Regions from separate parts of the Mus musculus genome. Here region 2 is linked to region 1. The links are chromatin contacts, called in public Hi-C maps. All regions are on one chromosome and are shown on one strand. Each heading gives the region's core, a stretch centred on a gene start, on an enhancer-like site or on the middle of the called end of the contact. The rest is flanking DNA. Distances are from core to core; before and after follow the strand shown. Region 1 overlaps Arsb (arylsulfatase B). Region 2 has its middle 44 kb from the start of Lhfpl2.

Region 1 (2,963 bases), core at 219-2,718:
ACAATCTTTTTCTTGCACTCAGCATCTCAAATTTTTAACCAGACTGCTTCATGTTTGGGCTTATGGAGTTTTTTTTGTCTACCATTGAGTGTTTCCTCCTCTGTTCTTCGGACAGAAGTGCTGGCCAGTTCTTATAATGTTTGTCTGCCTGTCCTGATGCTGGACACCAACCACCAGTGGGATCCTTTAGCATCTGGCAAAGCTTCAGAGAAGGGCTCCGGGGAAATGGAACTGCCCGGGAAGTGGAACTGCCGGGCCCCTTAGTTCAGGTCTCACTGACTTTTCTAAGTCTCTAAAGAGAGTCAGGAAGATGCTGATATTAAGAGTGCTAGTTAACAGCAACTCTGCAGGTTTTGACACATGTAACTAATATTGCATATTTGGAAATACAAAAGCAAAATAGCCAATGCTTACCTAAACGGAATATTCTAGCTTTCTCTGATTTAGCAATCTCCGAGACTCACTGGCCTCTGCATTTTCCCTACCACATATGTAGTAATACATCTATTATTTTGAACCACAAGTCTCTTTTCCTGTCTGTTCATAGGATTTTCAGTTACTTGCTGCTGTCCTGAGCTTGCCAAACCTTCGAGTGCTTCTGCAGTAATTAGCTTATTGTTTCTCAGTTTGGTATTACTGAAAGACTAAGCTGCAGACTCGTGGAGAATTACCTGACCGTCAAGAATGGTTTTTAGGTTTGGGAGAGGAGTTAAATGATTGGTCAGTAAACACTAACACTCCCGAGGGGCCCCCAGATGTAGTTTGCCTGCAAGTTTGTAAAAAGGATAAAAAAAATTTTTTTTAAATAAAGAATTTAAAGTTGAGCATTTTCTGTAAGAGCAAACTATAAGAAAGACAGAAGATTTTACAGGTTTTATTTTTGTTTTTGTTTTTTCTAGAATACATACTTGGTCCTTCTGCTTAGTATAATAGCCACTCGGTCCTTCTGAACTGCTTCTCAGAGGACCTGGAGAACAAAGATTAAGCGTAGCATTGTTATTAAGCGTAGCATCGTTATGCTTTCGGAGAGCAGGCCGCATGCCTCCCTTTGTGCTGATCTTACAGCTTCATCTGAGGAGCTCCCAAACCTGTGCACACCCAAGCTTTAAATTACGAAAAAGTTATCTGCGCCCAGAGTGTTGTAAATTAGAACACTTTTCCGGTTCCCAGTCCCCTCATGACTTTCAGAGAGCAAGTGTTTTCAGTCTTTCAACAGACTTTTGTATCTTTTTGCCCTTAGTACATTTCAAAGAAGAGATAAGAATCTCAGCGGTCTCTCAGTATTCCAAGCAATAGACATCCCTGCCGTCAGAATGAGGAAGTTGCTCTATTTCCGCACTTACAATCCTTCTTGTGAATCCCACAGCCCTGGTTTGGCCTTTCCTCAAATCCATCTTTCTTTATCTCAGCTCTCTGGTGGCCGAGTCAGTTATTTGGTGAATGGCTGCCAAATCACTCACCTTCCCAGCATCCTCTTGGAGCCGCTCAGCAGGATCCTCCCTCGCTGGTTGCTGTCAGGATGGAGGCTGAGGCGGGTGTCCAGGGAGGCCAGCGTCTCTGGCACTTATCTTCCTTGAGTAAAGAAACCACCACAAACCCCTAGAGAGCCTCAGATGAACATCTGGATAAATATTCAGTTTCTGATGCTTCATTTGAATCTCGGGCCGTCCTTACTAAATCACACTGAACTTCATTTAAACCCATGCAAATAGAAAAAGTTCCTGAGTTTTCCCCAATAACAACAAAACCCACCATAATTCAGTCCACTCTTCCGCTTTCAAAAACTTGCTCTCAGTGTAGCATGTGATCTAGCAGGGCTCTAAGCATGGTGCCTGGGAATATAGCTCCAACATCCGGGTTTACCCGGGCCTTAATGCCTGGGTAGTGCTTCCGTGTCAGACATCATGTTAAGGTGGGTTTTGTTATCTTTGCTTTCCAGGCTCAGGGATAAAATATCCTGCCCAGATTCACAGCCCTTGCCTTGAAAGTGTTTCAGTGAAATTAACGAAGTGGAAGTGAAAACAGGTGATCACAGTCACAAAATGGCTAGGTAGATCTTGTTCACACCTAGCCATCATTCTGCTCCTGATTTCTTATGAATCTAAGTCAGAGGAGGGCTGAGGACAGGGTTCAGTGACAGAGCACTTGCCTCACATGTAGGAGACAATCAGTTACACACACACACACACACACACACACACACACACACACACACACACACACCACATACAAAAAAAGGAAAAGGAAGAAAGATAGATAATTAGTCTTTGACTAAAAAGGTCTTGATATTATGTCAAGAACCCATATAATTGAAAAAGGCCCTTGTTCTGCCTGCTCCTTGTGTCTGAGCTGTCTGCTTTGTAATGGCCATGTGACTGCCCTTCTGGTTTCAGGTTTTGTTTTGTTTTGTTTTGTTTTTTAAGATTTATTTGGGGGCTGTCAGAGCCATGAAGCTGGGGTTACAGGCAGTTGTGAGCTGCCTTACAAGGATCCCGAAAACCAAACCTGGGTCCCCTGCAGAAGTAGCGAGTACTGTTGATCACCCAGCCATCTCTCCAACAGTCTGATTTCATCTCTTTTGACAGGTCAGGTTACTGCTTACAAAGGAAGAAGGGATCTTGTCTCTTTGTCTTACTTATACCATGAGAGGAGGAATTTGTATGTCTCATACACAGGCTGCCATGTTCTAATCTAGGGGGGCTCTGCCACATGGCAGAACTGAAAATGGGTTTGCTAAGCTGCAATCTGGAGAGCCTCTTCCAGACCAGGGTTTTCCAAAGTGCTCTTCTGCAGCCCCCGTGACGCTCGGCATGACTGAGCAGGTACCCAGGGGACAAGCTATTCTTGTATTTGCAGGTTTGATACTTGCTCAAACCCTCACTGGGGCCCGATACCTCACTTGATAGTCATCTGTCTATTAGAGTAGCATCCTCTTTCTGTAAGGTCAAGGTCAGGCAATGGCT
Region 2 (2,700 bases), core at 187-2,686, 160 kb after region 1:
GGGAACAAACAGAAAACCATTTGGCCCAACAGAGATGTGCATAACTGTCCCCATGTACAATCAGATAATCCCCCCGAATGCCTTTCTCCTGTTCTAACTCAATTCGGATAACTGCATTTGTCTGTGAGAAACCCTCAGAGACAACATCCAGGCCAAATGATCTCATCCCTGGATTTTGCAAAACAATATGTGCACAAGAGCAGAATTTATATCATCCCGTGTGTCCCATTCCCACACCCAGCCCTGGGATGCTCTTCCATGGCCTGGTTTCTTTGCCACAACTGAGTCACTTCCTAGGCCTGGATCCAGGGCAGCCTGCAGACCCCTGGCCACCACTCAGTCCACATACGAAAGCAGTTCTGTTCTATTTCTAGGAACAGAGTTACAATTTTATTTTACACTTATCTCACCCATTTTGCTACCCCAGATGTTTTTTTTTTTTAGAAGAAGAAGAAGCTGTAAGCATGAACAAAAGTGATGTGTGTCTTCCCTCAAAATAATTTAAATTTTCTACCGCGCCCAACTGAGAGCAAATGAAATCGAAGGCGAAAATAATTGAAAACCCCTTGGAGACACTGGACTAGTCTTGGGAAAACTTCTGGAGCTCCGTGGACTACCCTGGGTAATTAACTGCCTTTGCATTTCTGGTGTACAATCAGGGTTCTCTAGGGGAACAGAACTTATAGAACACACACATGCATGTGCACATGCACACGCACACACATATATACATGAAGGATTTATTACAGGCTGGGGTCCAGCTAGTCCAACAATGGCTGTCTACAAATAAAAGGTCCAAGGATACAATTGTTCAGTCCATGAGGCTGGACGTCTCAGCCAATCTTCAATCAGGGCCAGAATCCTAGAGTAGGTTCTAATACCAGTGAAGGCTTGCCGTCCAGAGTGAGGGCAAGCAGGCGAATAGACCTTTTCCATGTCCTTTCTACAGGGTGCCAGCAGATGATGTGGCCCAGAATAAAGGTGGATGTTCCCATTTCAAAAGATCTGGATTAAGGGTAGATCTTCACCCCTCAAAGATCTAGATTAGAAGTGGGTCCTCCACATCAAATGATTTAATTAAGAAAAGAAAAAAAAACAACAACAACGGAAAAACGGTGTACCCAGCTATTTGGGTTTTAGTTAAATCTGGACATAGCCAAATTGACTACCAAGAAGCCTTCACACTTAAGAGTCCATCTTTCCCATCCCAGGGAGTAGAAGAAGCAGGAAACAACAAACAAAACACAAAACACAAAACAAAACACAACCAAAAAACCTCCAAATAAAACTCGGCTGGGAGGTCAGAATGTCTTTCCTGTAGCTCCCTTTATCTGCAGAGCTGATCCTATAAAAATCAGATGCCTCCCCATGCAGAGAGCTCTCCCTCAGCCACTACTGACTTTTTATGAGCTCTTTAAAGCCTGTGCTGTTTACACGGTGTTTCCTGGTCTCCTTCAGGAAGACGGATCACCAGTGTGGCTTGCACCTGGCACTTCGTCTCAACGTCCTAACTGTTTGTTGAAGAAGCCCCAGTGATTTCAACTAGAAAAAACTTTTCCTTGAGGTTTTTGTCCATTCATGTCAAAATACAGGTAAGCTGTAATACAGTTGCAAGTGGAAGTCGTGAGACCATACCGGGAGTACAAGTGGGGTCCACAAAGGGCCACACAGACCTTGCCTGCTGTGTTTTGCTCTGTGACTCAACTGAGAACTGCACAGAGAACTTGACTGCAAAGACTTATTGTGGTCTTTATATCAAGGTCCGGGCTCTGTGTTAACCAGAAAGAACTAACAATCTGTCCCCAGAGCAGGTTATTTTATAGAATGAACAACTAGAGTCTGGAAAAAATTAGCCAGTTAACGCTCACAGAATCAGCTCAATAGTTTGGTAGACATTCATTCATTCATTGTTAATTATTGTGATTAGAATCTGCCCATCGCCTGTGTGGGTTCCTACAGACAGGAGCTTGATGAGGAATTGTAGGAAGAAGGCCGTTGCTTCCTCCCCACCCACAAGCCCCCTTTCCGGGCAATCTACTCAGCTGTGTGGACGAAGATAGAAACTGTGGATCAGGACTCTGGCTTCAGAGAAGGAAAAGGCGTGGCAGACTGGCTGTAGGATTGCCAGAAATCTGTCCAGACGCTGAGAAAGGTCTTGGAAATGTGAGCAAGGAGGCCACACTGAGCCACACCTCAAGAACCCAGGTCCAAGACGAAGACTCTCAGGCGTTGGGGACTTGGAGAGGGGGTCACGATGTTACCGGGTTCCGTCTGTGTGCCATGGCCAACTCTCAGGATGGGTATTTCATGTAAAGTGCAAATGGAATATAAAAGTGTAGGTGAAATAAATAATTGTTGGAAATTAGTGCCCTCGTATTTAGATAACACTGAAAAAAACAAATGGAAGAGACAACCATGTGTACATGCTGGGGCAGTGAGCCGGCTGTCATCCTTCAGTTCCCTGGAGGAACTCTCTTCTCTGGGCAGCTCCCATCATTCAGGTGGCTGATGCACGTGTCTTAGGAGTTCTCAAAAGGTCACATGAAAATAAGTCACTGGAGACAACCAGCCACCTTCCTGGTGAGTGCACAGGGGTCCGCCCGGCCCAACAGGTTTGTGCCTCAGGCCCCGGCGGCGGGAGCCTTGGCTCCAGGACTCCGCGGAGGGCAGGCTGCACGGGTGACGGTGTGGAATACAGAG

Evidence for each region. Hi-C and Micro-C count contacts between places; a contact is called where the count stands out from the background.
Region 2: a Hi-C map of uterus shows a contact between it and region 1, with 3 times the contacts expected there. The contact joins two enhancer-like sites. A contact is called at or near these places in 3 of 484 Hi-C or Micro-C datasets (bone marrow-derived macrophages and uterus), 2 of 115 datasets of contacts at active chromatin or transcription factors (bone marrow-derived dendritic cells and embryonic stem cells) and 1 of 9 other capture datasets (embryonic stem cells).

What each region holds. Positions count from the first base shown.
Region 1 is chr13:93,851,168-93,854,130 of GRCm38.p6, forward strand. The region is part of intron 4 of Arsb (arylsulfatase B); the gene reads left to right. Among named protein-coding and RNA genes, the nearest start is that of Mir5624, 62 kb to the left of the region's middle. Within about 2 kb of position 1,469, at least 29 of the 459 cell types and tissues checked have an H3K27ac peak or open chromatin away from gene starts, as enhancers often do. A contact at or near this core is called in uterus, where this site is marked.
Region 2 is chr13:94,012,120-94,014,819 of GRCm38.p6, forward strand. No RefSeq gene overlaps it. Among named protein-coding and RNA genes, the nearest start is that of Lhfpl2, 44 kb to the right of the region's middle. Within about 2 kb of position 1,437, at least 23 of the 459 cell types and tissues checked have an H3K27ac peak or open chromatin away from gene starts, as enhancers often do. A contact at or near this core is called in uterus, where this site is marked.